Linked DNA regions of Zea mays: regions 2 and 3 are each linked to region 1. A link is a contact called in public Hi-C data. All regions are on one chromosome and are shown on one strand. The core of a region is the stretch at or near the end of the contact, and the rest is flanking DNA. Distances in the headings are between cores, read along the strand shown.

Region 1 (5,001 bases), core at 1,800-4,299:
GGGGAGCTTTCGCCTCATTACCTACATCTTTACACGGACTGAAGGTAAGGTGCTACAACTAGTATTGATATTTTGCTGGGTTTTTTTTTTAATTTTATTTTCGACATGGATGGTGACAGAATGATTGTTCTCTACTAAGAAAAATGGTTCATTTTACTTGTTGGGTTCCAGATCAGCTGCAAAGTCTCGTGCCCAATATTGCTTGAAGATGGAAACCATAGGACAATGATAAGGGGAAAAAAGGATTGTCGACTAATAACTAGCATTGTCATTGGAGAGGTTTCGTTGTTGGTTCCCGGAGAGGAGAAAGGAGCTCCTCCTGGAACAGTCACAGTCTGTTCGGAAACGCCATCCGGAAGGCAGATCGCGGAGCAAGTCTGTCTGCATTCCAAGGTCCAGGGTTAGTGAGCTGCCCGGGTCCATGGGGGTGTGCTTGTGGGTTGTGGCGGCAATCATGGCCCTGTGCAAGCTTTTAAAAGAATTCATTTATCCTGAAAACATGCCGATGCCAGCTTTGCTGCCGGATACGGATAGAGTGGGCTTCACTAGTTTTTTTATATATTTCTTTTTTCCCTCCTAAATTCTTTTCCTGTAAATCCTCTAGCTGTATGTAATGTGCTTTGGGCTTCTGGAATGATGGAGGGTGTTGGGTGTGTGCATAGCAATAGCATGACTATTGTTCGATAAGAGCGTGGTCTTTGCCTTTTGTTCTTTTTCGCTCATTTTATTCCGGATATGCAATCTTTCGGTGCGAGTGCTGCTTTATATATATAGTTATTGAACTCTGGAAGCAACCGGCGTCATGCACCATGTACGATTGGTTTAGCTGTCAAGGGTCATGAGAGATGACCAGTCGATCGCCGGTACATGGATCACCAAACAGTCTGTTGGGTGGGTAGGTCCGGGTGGGGTGGACCTGCCTGCCTCTACCATGTTCTAGTGCTGCTCACCGATGCATGAGCATGACGAGCTCGCTGGTCCTGTGCAATGTCTTCTCTGTTGTTCCGGCACTGGTACTTGTACTACTAGCTTGTACGCTGTCAGCAACAGCTTGTCTGTTGAAGCAGAGCTCCGGTCGACCTCCTGGCCTTGTTGAGACTTGAGAAGCTCGGCTAGTGCAGGCAGCAGACAGCGTGGACTGTGGAGTAGACCAGTCAGTAGCCTTAGGCCTTGTTTGGATAAAGATGGATTGAAGTGTATTTTAGGTATTGAAAGAGAAATTAGTTCATATTACACTTCAATACATTTTATACCATCTCAATCCACTCCAATCCAAAATTACTCAAACAAGCTCTTATCGGTCTGGACAGGGGGGCGAGGTGAGGGAGAAGGCCGCGAGATGCATCTCAATTCGCAAATCTCATCCAGTGAAACCGAAGGAGCAAGGACGACGATTGTTTTACCTCTAAGCATGGACCGGGCAGAAGAAGGCTCTGGCTGTTTGTTTCGAATTAAAGTTGGTTTTAAACTACTGCAGTTGTAATAAAAAAAAGATAAAAACACTATATAAGTAGTACAGGGCGACACGGATTAAAGCGTCATGATGCGAGATGTGACAGGGGGGCAATCGACGGCTCGCGCACGGCTCGGCTGGCCGGCTGCATCAACCTCGGTTGCCTCCTGCTCCTCCGGCGGTAGTGTTGACGTGTTGTTGTCTCTAGCAGCTTCTGCAGCCAAATGCCGCTGCTAGTACAGTAGAATAGTGAGGACATTAGTGAAATCATTATTTTTTATAGCCCCCAATGCAAAGAGGAGTTATCCGGGGCCCAATTGTTTGGGTGTATGTAGGTCGATCTAGCTTGTGTTGACATAATGCAAGAAATAACTGTTCGGGTTTCTGTATATCGATTTGGGCCAAACTCGGCCTCAACATGCATGATTCCTTCACCAGCCTGGTTCTACAGAAAACGGGATTGAAGAAGTTCATTTCTCGTGGGCTTTCTTTCGCGATGCAGCTTGGGTGCTTTGGGCCTATTGTTACCGGATAGGATCAAAAGAAAGTTCGTGCAATCAATCAACAGCTCAACGTAGTTTGCTCTCAGACCAATATTAGAGGGGCTTCGACTCTATCTTCTCCCGCGGGAAAAAAAATCAGAATCATACTAAACGCTTAAAATAGCTTCTACCGAAAAGCACATAAAAAGACCGAGCTATTTTATACTAGGTAGGAAAAGCTACAAATCCTAACTTTACCGACTCTGGCTATGCTTCCTTTTAATTTTGCAAAAAGCCATAAAGAATAAGAGTTTCTTTTGCCATACAATTTGTGAATTGGTTTGACTCCAACAACAACAAAAAACTGCATTTTTTAAAAAAAGGCTAGAGCTAAAACGGTTTTTAGCAATCTAGAGCTCTATCAAACATGCTCTATGGAGTGTTTGTGATGGCTCCGAGTTCTATGAGTTGTAGTTTATAATATCAATTTAAATAGTTTTTAAAATATTTTTAATCTAAATAATAAACGAAATAATTTATCTAAATATTTTCTAAAAGCTTACAACTCTCGCTTTATGATTTTCTGAAGTATCTAATGACCTAGTCCACTAAATCTATAAAATTTATAAGCTGGAGCTATCTCAAACATGACCTAAATAACCAATAAATAAATAAATCTCGCATCAACCAGAGAAGAGAACCAAACAACAAAGATCGAAACAGCCAGTTGCCACATTATAAACCGTCACTTTTTATATCATAAACTCTATAAACCTTTTTTTATCTTTCTACGTACGTAATATCCATCAGGGACGGAGGCAGCGGTGGGACGAACGGGGCTCAAGCCCCTCCTACCGCTACTGAGTCTATGGAGCTCCACTTGACCTTCTCATAAGATTTTTAGCGTATATATACAACGTAGAAGAGCTTCTATACTATAGTGGTTTAGTTCAGCACCTTCTAATTTTTTTCTGACTTCGTCCTTAATCTCCATGACACTTGGATTTTCTTCACGTCTAAATTCTTTTTATAGCTAGATTCTCTTTTTGAAAGAAAAAAAATCTGAGCCCTACGGCTTAACACGACTTAACCGTAGGTGAATAGCTACGGACCTACGGTTGACCTGTTCCCTAAACCGTCATCCGCCCCACACTCAGCAAACCTTTCTCCCCACTTGCCGCATCGGCGCCGCCGGGATGAAGCGCTCCGCCGACGCGATGACTGAGCCGGTGAAGCCTGTGTTCCTCACCAAGGCGGAGCGGGAGCGCCTCGCGCTTGAGCGCCGCCAGGCCGCCGTCTCCGACCAGCGCCGCACCGCGCTCGACCTCATCCAGTCCCTGCCCCGGCCCCCTCCGCCGCCGACTTCCGGTGGTCCTCCCCCGTCCGGCTCCAACCCCGCACGTCGCGACTCCTCCAACTCCAACCGCGACTCCGACCGGGACAGGGACCGGGACCAAGACCGGGAACGCCGCCGCGACGACGACTCCCGCCGCGACCGATATCGGGATCGAGATCGAGATAGGGACCGCGACCGAGATGACTCCTCCCGCCGCGACAGGGACCGCGACCGGCGCGACCGTGATAGGGACCGGGACCGGGACCGCGACAGGGATCGCGGGGACCGGGAGAGGGACCGGCTGGAGAAGATTGCGGAGCGGGAGCGTGAGAAGGAGCTCGACGCGATCAAGGAGCAGTACCTCGGGTCCAAGAAGCCCAAGAAGCGGGTTATCAAGCCCTCTGAGAAGTTCCGCTTCTCCTTCGACTGGGAAAACACCGAGGACACCAGCCGGGACATGAATGCACTCTACCAGTCGCCGCACGAGGCCCGGCTGCTCTTTGGCCGGGGCTTCCTTGCCGGCATTGACCGACGTGAGCAGAAGAAGGCGGCAGCTGTGCACGAGAAGGAGACCCGTGCAGAGCTGCGGCGCAAGGCTGGTGTGGAGGACCGTCCGGAGGATGATGCGGTAGATAAGAAGAAGGCTGCTGCTGCTGAAATTTATGATGCTTTCGATATGCGTGTGGACAGGCACTGGTCCGAAAAGACACTCGAGGAGATGACTGAGCGGGATTGGCGAATTTTCCGTGAGGATTTCAATATCTCCTATAAGGGTTCTCGCATACCCCGACCGATGCGAAAGTGGAGTGAAAGCAAGCTTGGCACCGAGTTGCTTCGTGCTATTGACAAGGCTGGATATGAAAAACCGTCACCAATCCAGATGGCTGCCATTCCGCTAGGTCTACAGCAGCGTGATGTTATTGGTATTGCTGAGACAGGTTCTGGAAAGACTGCAGCTTTTGTACTCCCCATGTTGTCTTACATTACCCGATTGCCACCCATAAGCGAGGAGAATGAGGCCGAGGGTCCCTATGCCGTTGTTATGGCACCTACTCGTGAGCTTGCTCAACAGATTGAGGAGGAGACTGTGAAATTTGCAACCTATCTAGGCCTTAAAGTTGTCTCAATTGTTGGTGGCCAGTCAATTGAGGAGCAGGGTTTCAAGATTAGGCAGGGCTGTGAGATTGTAATTGCCACACCTGGTCGGCTTCTTGATTGCTTGGAAAGGAGGTATGCTGTTCTCAACCAGTGCAACTATGTTGTGCTCGATGAGGCTGATAGGATGATTGATATGGGCTTTGAGCCACAAGTTGTTGGTGTCCTTGACGCGATGCCATCGAGTAACTTGAAACCTGAAAATGAGGATGAGGAACTTGATGAGAAAAGGATTTACAGAACTACTTATATGTTCAGTGCCACCATGCCTCCTGCTGTGGAACGTCTTGCTAGGAAGTATCTCCGAAACCCAGTTGTTGTGACAATTGGTACGGCTGGCAAGGCCACTGATCTGATCACCCAGAATGTGATCATGGTGAAGGAGTCTGAGAAGATGCCACGGCTCCAGAAGATACTCACGGATCTTGGAGACAAGACTGCCATTGTGTTCTGCAATACTAAGAAGACAGCGGACATGCGCGCCAAGGATCTGGACAAGGCAGGCTTCCGCGTCACAACCCTACATGGTGGGAAGTCACAAGACCAGAGAGAGATTAGCCTTGATGGATTTAGAA
Region 2 (5,001 bases), core at 758-3,257, 280 kb before region 1:
GGTGGTGACGAGCAGCCGAGGAGGAGCGAGCGCGAGACCGAGGCGAAGAAGAGCATCGACACTGAGCTTGGGAATTTGTGGTGTCCTGGACATGATAGCTAGGGTCACGAGAGGCACAGCGCGAGGCGGTTGGAGCCTTTCGGCCTTCGCACGACGATGAGGACGCGGGCGCGGGGGGGGGGGGGGGGGGACGCATGAAAGGGGTGACCGTCGAAACTGTTACATTATAATAATAGAGATTGTGTATAATATGATCATTGAGAACGAGTGTGAAGACCATACCATATGGACGACAATGAGATAATCGAGTCATTCGTTACAACACCGACCATCACCTCCAAAGCATCGATAGGGTTTGTAGCCAGTCTTTAACATGAGACTGTAACCCATGCTAGTTCGATTTATGAGCAGCTCTAAAACATTTAATGGAACATAACTAAGATTTGTACTATGAAAACTAGAGTTTATTTTTTATTCTGATTTATGTATTTTTATTTTGGTTCAATAACATATTTTTAATGTCTTTTGAACTATGCACTTTTTATTTGTTAAATTACATGTTCGACGTTTTTAATAAAATATTATTTTTATTTACCTTCTCTTCTATGCTAGTATAAAGCATCAATTTTCCTAGTTTCCACCGACGGTCTTTTTAACAAAAAAGTTTCTAGACTTCTTTCTAATCCAACTTGTCCAATAACTTTCATGGTTATAAAAAACAAGATAAAATTGTGTATAAGTAGGGTTCAAATTAGTTATTGGCTATACATTCACTCATCTAACTATTAGAATACATATATTTATATTTTATTAAAATAAATTTATCTGATATAAAAACCGTAGTGAAGCACAATCACTCTCAGAGCATGTTCATTTTCTAAGGGATTGAAGAGATTTATAGAGGATTATATTAGTAAAAATTAAATAAAAGTTGATTTAATCCGCTTTAATCATCTTGTGATAAACGAACATAGCCACCAGTGGTTAGTGGATATTGGACATCAGCTTTAATGCTAGGGATGAAAACGGTTTCGAAATTTTTCGGTATTCCTGAAATCGATTTCGAAATTTTTCAGTCGGATTCACCGGTAACGATATTTTTCGAAAACGGAATCAGTTTTCGGATTTTTCTATCGGAATCAATATCAGAATCGGCGTGGTGTTTTACAGACCGTTTCCTTCGGTTACCGATTTTTGTCGGAAATTATTGGATTTGTGGCTCGGAATTTTCTGGAATTGTGTCTTAGATTTTTTCGGAATTGTGTCTTAGATTTTCGAAATTTGCCAGCATGTGATTTTTCGCATCGCTTGTACGTCTCTAGATAAGGATTACTTATTTTTGTATTTTTTTGGACGTTTGAAGATTTTTTAGGATAGATGGTGTTGAAAGGCAGTTGGGATTAACGATTTGGTCTATCGAACGAATCCACCCTTTTCTATGCACATGTTATATATTAGTAATATATAATGATAGAGAGCCGATAGTCTGTCTTTTCCACACACTAGTTTTAGGGCTTTTCTGTGAGGTTGTGAAAAAACTCTTTATGTGAGAAAAAATATTTCATAAGTAACCATGTCATGTCAGCTAGATCGAGTGAATATTGTGAATTGTGAACTTTGAGTCTGTGAACTTATGATCTTTATGAACTTGTTATACTCTGAACTTGTTATATTGTGAACTTTTGATTTTTATAAACTTTTATATTATAAATTTATGATCTTTGTGAACTTGTTATATTGTGAACTTGTGGTTTTTGTGATATTTTGTCAACTTTGTTGTATTGTGAAATTTGATATGTTTACCGATTGTATTTTAGATTTTGACCGTTACCGGTGTATTTTCCACACCAAACTTTTATTTTCGATGTATCCGAAATACCAATATCGTTTCCGTTTCCGGAGTTACCGTTTTCGATTTTATTTTCGATAAAAATATAAAAACGATAATAATTTTAATGTTTACCGACCTACCGTTTTATCCCTGCCCAATCACAGCGCGTCAAAATCGTGACAGGTTCCCGTCGAGGCCGCAAGGCCCGCAACTGCCATCGTCCTCTGCTCGTCGCGTCGTTCTCCTCTCGACCGCATCGCGCCCGTGGCGGGGAACGAGCCATCGACGCCGCGTCGCGTGCCTTTCTTCTTCGTCCCCCCCCTGCCTGCCTAGCTGTCTCAGGCTGCCGCCCGCCCAGCCCCAAAACATTCGGCAGCCGAGTCAACCGAGAACACGAGCCATCCACCCACCCTGTCCCTTCCCCGGCTTTCCCCCGTCCTCGGCTCCACCAATTGCTCTCGCGTCAGTGGAAGGAAAAACCAAGGGCGAGGGAGGGAGGAGCGCATCTCCGCCCCGCCCGCGTTCCCGTACCCCGATCCGCCACATGATCTGACACCGCATTGCCGCCGAGGTGACCCCTCCCGCCCCCAGAATGGAGGCGCTCAACGAGCTCTGCGACCTGGTGGCCGCGCACCCGGATCTCCTCCTCGCCGACAAGCTTGCATGGCTCTCCTCCCGCTGCGCCGCCGCCCCGGGTGCCGCCGCCCCGCAGCGTGCGTCGAGGGCGCACCTTCATTCGCTCCTCGCGTTGGCGCGCCTCCTCCCGGCGGGTGGCGCCGGTGCCGGTGCCGAAGGCGATGCGGCGCCCCCGGCCCCACTCCTATTCTTCCTCGCGTCCCACGCCTTCCTCTCGCCGGCCTTCTGGCCCCAGTCTTTCGCCCCGGCGCCGTTTCTCGCTAGGCTCCTCCCGCTCCTCGCCGCGGCCCCATCCTCCCCCGCCCTTTCTTCCGCGCTCTCCGCCGCCCTCCTCGCGGCGCTCGACGTCGCCGACCCGACCTCCGCGCCGCTCGCCCGCGCGTTTCTCTCCGCCGCCGCTGCCGCGGCGCCCCTGCCGCTCCTCCCCGCGGATGCCGCGCCCATCGCTGCCCGGCTGCTCCTCGAGTTTCTTGGCTCCGAGGAGGAGCCGATCAGGGCCAAGGGGAAGGGAGAGGACACCTTGGGCGAGGAAAACGGTGGGGCAAAGGAGGTAGTGCGGAGGTTCGAGGAGGAGGAGGTCGATGAGCTGGAGCGGAAGGAAGTCGCATTCAGACTGACCGTGCATATGCTTGGGGGCGAGGGTGGGCTAGAGACCGAGCAGATTGGGAAGGTCAGGAATGCTGCTGCGCGACAGGTCCGATCACTCACGGATTTTCTCAAGGTAAGATTCTTCCCTTCATTTGTGCCTCTATATGATGCTTGTTGTGCTTGCTCATTATTGTGGTGATGGCTTGCAGATTAGAAAGCGGGACTGGAGGGAGCAGGGTACACAGCTCAGGGCAAGGATAAACACCAAATTGATGTGTTGTCAAGCTGCAGTGGGGGTGCTGGTGCGAAGCGTTTCCACCATGGATACTGATATCAAATCTTCGAAGGATATGCTCCAGCAGACTCTAGCTTGGTTCATCGAGGCCACCAAGTCGTGCATCCTGTCATCCTGGCGGAAACTGAAGATATGCGAGGAGCTATTTTGCACACTGCTCAATGGGATCAGCCAGATAACTGTCTCACGTGGGGGCCAACTTCTGCCGGTGCTTTTGATTCCCTTAAAACCGCTTGTTGTGAGCACATGTTCGCAGGCATGTATCTTGCTTGGACTGAAGAAACTTCTGTGTTCATGGGGTGTGGTCTAATATGAAACCATTATTTTGATGCAGGCTGACATGGCAGGCAGTAGTCCTGGGGCTCTATTTGAAGCAGTTGTGAAGTTGAGCTGTGAGATCATAGAGTTTGGCTGGACAAAGGATAGGGCCCTTGTTGACACATTTGTTATGCGTCTAGCTGCTTATGTTCGTGAGCGGAATGATTACGAGGAGGAGGTATTCCTCTTTTCTCTTATTAGTTAGCTCATGGAGTTTTTGTGGTCTAGGAAGAGTTGTTGTGAACCTGTGACCTAGGATCTTTTCTGTACTATATATTATGACAGCACCCACAAATCAACGTAGCTAGATGTTGCTCTTGCACGTTCTGTTAAATATTTTTCTCAGTGCAATCCTTGTCATCATTTCATTTTTAGGCATGCCATAGTGCGTCCAAGTTTTTTTTTGATATTCCAATACAGAAATCTGGCTTGTAGGGTGTATTTAAAACAACAATTTGTTTTATCATGAATTTTGAGTGATTATTATAGAACATCCGATGTTAAGCTGGAGTGTTCTGATAGCGCAAAGTTTTCGTGTGAACGGATAGATGGACCAACTCATGTATAATTATGTAAATTTGCTAAAAATGCAGCACTCTTTAACTATTTAAAAATACCATGCTGCCCTGGAATGCCATCTGTAACATCTGTTGATACTTTCAGTGTTGTGACCTGATGCATTTGTGTGCTTTATTTTACGATAATGTTTTCCAGTTTCGCAAAAATTTCAAGCTGCAAGCAGAGTTAGCTATCATGTAGTTGGTCTTTTTGATTTGGATAATTCGATCTGCTGTAGCAGATCCAGCACACTCTTGTCCATCTCATTATGCATGGTTGCAGATTGCAAGCACACCGATTCAGATTGTTAAATTGATTATGGTTGAGGTGATATAATTCTGAAAGTTAACTTCATTTCTATGGTTTGGACTGGAACATTTGTTCTGTCATAGAATTAACCTTACCAGCTGCTGACGGATTTTATGATCTCACCTTACTACTTGAAATGACCAAACATGTGCACTGCAGTAGCATTAGTTAGATTTCTATATTGGTTGTGTACTTGACTCAATCTGTTCCAGGATGGCAAAGGAAAAGAGGCAGTTCCAGTTATTCGACTTAATGTCATACGCCTTTTGGCTGAGTTATGTGTTTGCTTGAAAAAATGGGAAGTTGTGGACATGATTTTACCCCTTTTCATTGAACATCTAGAAGAGGGTGATGCTTCATCTCCAAGTTCATTGCGTTTACGAGTATGTCACTTTGTCTCTGCTCAATTACATATTTTGGCCTTATAATTTTGTTTTTTGTTTCTGGTTACTTCACATTTTTAAAC
Region 3 (5,001 bases), core at 1,677-4,176, 280 kb after region 1:
TCACATGTCTTTATATAGTCGGGTTATTTTTTATAGGGTGCATCACCCATGTTTTCGGACACTTTTCCCTTCCCATATGACAGACCGTTCGCTCCTTAGACTCTTCCATATGACAGTAGATTCTCTTGGAGTCTAGCGCTATAGGTATAGGTCACAACAGTGGGAGATTGAGAAACAAATCAAGGGATCTGAATTATGGAGTTGGGAGGCTACATATGGCCACAATGCGAAGTGGATGTGTGAATTGCAAGCGTGTGTGGGTGATGGCCTGATAGACATGCAACCTATTGTTATGTGCGTGCATCTTATAATCGCATATCTTTTTTCTATGACTGTTAAAATTACTACAAGGTATTAAGAGTAACTCCAGTAGTTCTCTAAAAGACTTTCTAAATCAGTAATTTAGGTAGTTAATATAAAAACTCATCTCCAACACTTCTCTAAATGAACTTACTAAATTTAGCAACTTCTCATCCAACCTCATTTACTCTCTACATTTGACAACCATTTAGCAACTCCTTAAACAAAAATGTTGGGCGCATTATATAGATAATGAAACTAATTGATGACATTTGTGACTTGTTTTTTGGACTTGGATAAATACAAAAACAAAACTACAACTTATTTAGCGAACTATTGGATAACTCTCATTTTTTTACTCTTAAAGTTATTTAGTAACTTCTTAAGTCTGTGATTTAGAGAACTAAAATTTACATAACTATTGGAGTTGCTCTAACGACTTGTTTGGTTTATGGACTGAGAAACTGCCTAGCCCAGATAGTAATACTACACATCCGATTTTGGATGACTGGAGTTAGATTGAGCTGACTGATCGACGCTATCAGGCTAGACCACTAACCAAACAAGACCTAAGTGTTATTTAGGTTGCTAGAGTGGGTTGCAGCCTCGCTTGATTCTGGGTCGTAGGACCATTTTTTTCCCCGCAATCCACCTATATGACTGCCACATTTAGGCCCTTTTATAATACAAGAATAATTTTAGAGAAATCATAGTAATCAATTTATTTTCGTAGAGAAAACACAGACACCAGGAAAAATCTCAGCCTTAGGCTCTAATCTTGTCAACACTCTATATAAGCTGGCACGAACATTGTTTGAAAAGAAAATAAAAAATCGGTGAGCGTTGCCGATCTTAAACGTATCAGTCAGATCGCTCCGTGACATGGACACAGAACAACGCTGGTGTGAGGCTGACTCCAGCGGACTCTTTAGATGGATGTGCAAAACAATATTTTATATTGCAGACGTTACTATTTACATAATACTCCGTAGAATTCTAAATCGATACCTAAGATATGTAGTGTGTAGGCTGAGAGTGGGCGGCAGCGGCACAGGTTCGAGGCACCTGTCATTCTGTCTGTCAAGCTCACGCGCCGAAATTCTTCACCCACCCACCAGTCCCCGCGGGTAGCGTCGCGTCCCCGGCGCGCGCACGAATTTCTCTCCGCCGGCCAGGGCCCCCCCGTGCGCACATCGTTGTCGTCGATCGCCGTCCGCCCGTCGCGGCAAGAGAAGAAGGCGTCGCCGTCGAGGGCCAGGCCAGGCAGGACGCTCTCCGGGCGCGCGATGACGCGGCGGAAACAAAAATCTCGCGCCTGCACGGAACGGAATCGAGGACAGCCACATGACGCGGACGGGGGCGGCCAGGTGGGGGCGGGAGAACGTGTCCATGGGGCCGGCCGGCCAACCGCCCGGGATGGGAAGGGAAACGAACCCGGACGAACGGAACGGTGGCCGCTGCCGTTGCGGAGGGCCCCACCGGCCGGCCTAACGGCCAATTGAAAAAGCGGCGCGTCGCTCTCTGCTGCGCCTGCGCACTATGCCCCCACACGCTCGCTGCCCTGAGCTCGCCCGCACCAGAGAAGAAAATCGTCGTCGCGCCGGGTCCAGTCCAGGACCTCGTTCGCGGCATAATCAGACCGGCCGATGTTGACGGCCGATGTTCGCTGCCCAGAGTTCTTTTTTCCTTCACTGGTCGCCTAGATGATGGCCTAATCTCTTGTTTAACGATCTGTTACTATATTTTATGCAGTTTGGGAGGTCGATGAACGAGTAGTTTATGCATGGACTATCCTGGGGGTGATCTCAGCTGCGGAAACGACCCGATCCGAGCCCGACGCCCGTATGCATACGTGGTGTGGTGTGGCTGCATGCTTGCGTTTGCTTCCATTTGTTTCGCCCAGATCGTGGCTGATCTCTTGCGTTTGCACGCAGCCACAGGGCACGAGCTGGGTTATCGTCTGATGACTTGTGCCATGATAGTAGGGATTACTATCTCACACACAACCTAATTAACCAAGAGACCCCGCGGCCACGGAGCAAGCAGTATAAAAACAAAGCCGTCACATGCGCGCCTTGGAGTTGGCGCCCTGGAAGAAATCTCTGGCATTTCCGGCGAGCAACTTGCCCCGCCCCCCGAATCGCCTCTCCGTGAGAACAGGTGTGGGAAGGACCACCGGCCCGGCGTTCGAATGCGGCGTGTTTTGCTTAAAAAAAACAGCATGTTCCAAGTGCCAGTAGATTAGCCATTACTAAACGAGAGCTGCATACGCAAGTTGCAGCCAGCCAGATAGCTAGCCTAGCTACTAGCTAGGAGGTCTCTTGCCGAGATTCGGACCTAAATTTGTAGCGTGCCACTTGTGTGCGATCAAATAAGCAACGCTAGTACTCTACGTTACGGCGCCTAATCGCACATGTGCATGGTCGCGACTTGTTAAAGTTGAGGCAATTATACAAACGTTTCACCCGGGCAAAGATCGAAGACCACACATGATAAGTGGGTTCGGCATTTCTAAAGACCTCCAGTCCAGCCCGGTCAAGGAAGATACGGCAGTCTTGTATAGGTCGGCCCAGTTAGAGGAATAGGCTTCGATCGGACCACTCTATGACCAGGCAGGAAATTGTGGCCCAACCTGATATCAAGATAAAAGCATCGTCGGCCCAGTTGGAGAAATAGGCCTCACCCGAACCGCTCGGTGACCAGGCAGGAAAATGTGGCCCGGCCTTGATATCAAGATAAGCCTCGTCGGCTCAGGGTTAACCTCCACGTACATGTGTTCATTTGTGTCGAGCTTAATGGACTAGCACGAAGAACGAAAAAAGCACAAGCTACGACACAAAATAATTTTAGACCGGGCTGGGCTTGAGCTGAGGTCCCGGCCCAAGGACGGGAACGAGCCCGACCCGTTTATAGCAAGCACGAAAAAGCTCATTTTAGGCATGAAAAGGCTTGCATGCGGAAAAAAGACCCAGTCCCAAGCCACCTAGGCACAGACAATAAGCCTCTATCCGAGAGAAAAGGCCCAGTTCGATCCAGCGATACCAGGACCCCAGTTCCCAACCTAAACGGCTAAACCTAAACAAGCCATCTCGGTGATGTGAACTCAACCACCTAGGCGCGAGCCCTCCACTGCCCCCACCCCCGCTGCTGCCATCGTGAAGACGTCCTGAGACACGAGGCCCGAGTAGCGCCCAGCTCGACTGCCTCCATGCGGGCACCGACGAGGCGACATCCCGACCAACTAGGAGTACCGACGACGCAGCGTAGGTCCTCGCTGAGGTTCGAGTCGGCGACGCCCTCTAGGCTCCAGTTGAGAGTCCAAAACCAAGCTCCACCAGGCCCACTTCCTGCAGCTGTCAACCATGGCGCCACCGTCGCGACCACCCGACCCACAGACCGTCGTCCCGACGGTCCAAGCAACTCCGGCTGCGCCTTTTTGACTTGCTACTGCTCCACGACCTCTAGAACCAGAAGATGTATTACGAGCCTAACTGTGTTTTTGGGCTTAATATATATTTCGAGCCTTTTCTATTTTCTATTTTAGGGCCGCCCGTTTTGAGCCTGACACATTTAGGCAATAACGTACCAGGGCATGGGCCGATGACAGGTGTGGGCTGGCTTGACACGACTCAAAATTAATATTGGGCCGAGCCGTGTCGAAATTAATCGTGTCGGGCCTTTTACCTCCATGGAATAGGGTCCCCCACAGACCGAAATGGAACACGCTCCAAAGTAGATGCACACATATATCTCGACTATTGTTTACAATCTATTCGAGAATTGCTAGGTCTGTTTTTTCGCTATGGATCCTAAAAGCAACTCCAAAAGTCTCTCTAAAATTTCTTCCCAAAACTGTGTATTGGGCTATGCTAAAAAAACTATTTCTCCACAATACTATCTTCCTAATAATTAACTTCACAATATTTAAAATTTCAGACACGTCAGCATTGGGCGACGTTTAGGTGTAAAATTCATGGGCGTCAAAAATTTACTACAATGCTTTTAGACACGGGCGTAAAAAGGTACTGTAAATTTTAGACACGTTATTCAAACAAATCATGGGCGTAAAAACATTGCAAAACTAGCATTTTTTCTAGTACAATCAATCTTGGACGAGAAACAACCTCCTTTTAATTTTGCAGTTTAAAATTTCATAACAGGGAACCGTCCTTAGCCTTGCGGCCAGGGGTGGGTACTTTTTTACCATAAACCGAAAACCGAATCGAAAACCGAACCAAACTTGTTGTATATGTTATTTTGAATATAAGTTTGGTATTCGGTTTTTACCGAAAACCCAAAGTAAAAAACCGGAACCGAAGTTTTTGGTTTTTATTTTCTAGAAAACCGATTGGTTCCTAATGTCTAGAAAATCGAAGTTTTTTAAAATGGAAAAACCGAACCAAAATTAAAAAAAATCGAATGCCTATCCCTACTTGCGGCTAAAAACGTAGAAGGACAAGGAGCAGTCCTCGAACGTAGTCTGACAAGCCTAGTGGTCTTTAAGGAGAGGGAGCAGTCCTTGAGAAGAGAGCAATTGGGGAAAGATATGCACCACGAAATTTTGCGGGGCGACGGAGTAAGGGCCTGTTTGGTTCGTGGCTAACTACGCCACATTTTATCTAAGGTTAGTTGTTTAAATTGAATAACTAACTTTAGTGTCGGGTATCGTAACTAGGGGTACCCCAACACTCCTAAACACGA

What was found. A called contact is a pair of places that touch in the nucleus more often than the background predicts.
Region 2: a contact with region 1 is called in a Hi-C map of leaf, with 4 times the contacts expected there. The contact joins the promoter of LOC103625953 here to the promoter of LOC100281521 in region 1. A contact is called at or near these places in 3 of 25 Hi-C or Micro-C datasets (all in leaf).
Region 3: a Hi-C map of ear shows a contact between it and region 1, with 2.4 times the contacts expected there. The contact joins the enhancer-like site here to the promoter of LOC100281521 in region 1.

What each region holds. Positions count from the first base shown.
Region 1 is chr5:12,127,366-12,132,366 of Zm-B73-REFERENCE-NAM-5.0, forward strand. It overlaps LOC100281521, which reads left to right and starts at 3,050. Exons shown (of 3, transcript NR_164199.1): 1 at 3,050-5,001. LOC103625957 (myosin-binding protein 2) reads left to right here. Exons shown (of 4, transcript XM_008646357.4): 3 at 1-44; 4 at 172-711. The coding sequence ends at 42.
Region 2 is chr5:11,844,508-11,849,508 of Zm-B73-REFERENCE-NAM-5.0, forward strand. LOC103625953 (phosphatidylinositol 4-kinase alpha 1) reads left to right here and starts at 2,008. Exons shown (of 26, transcript XM_008646354.3): 1 at 2,008-3,188; 2 at 3,265-3,606; 3 at 3,685-3,846; 4 at 4,748-4,918. The coding sequence starts at 2,424.
Region 3 is chr5:12,406,630-12,411,630 of Zm-B73-REFERENCE-NAM-5.0, forward strand. No RefSeq gene overlaps it. Among protein-coding and RNA genes, the nearest start is that of LOC100127531, 14 kb to the left of the region's middle. Within about 2 kb of position 2,927, at least 20 of the 20 cell types and tissues checked have an H3K27ac peak or open chromatin away from gene starts, as enhancers often do. A contact at or near this core is called in ear, where this site is marked.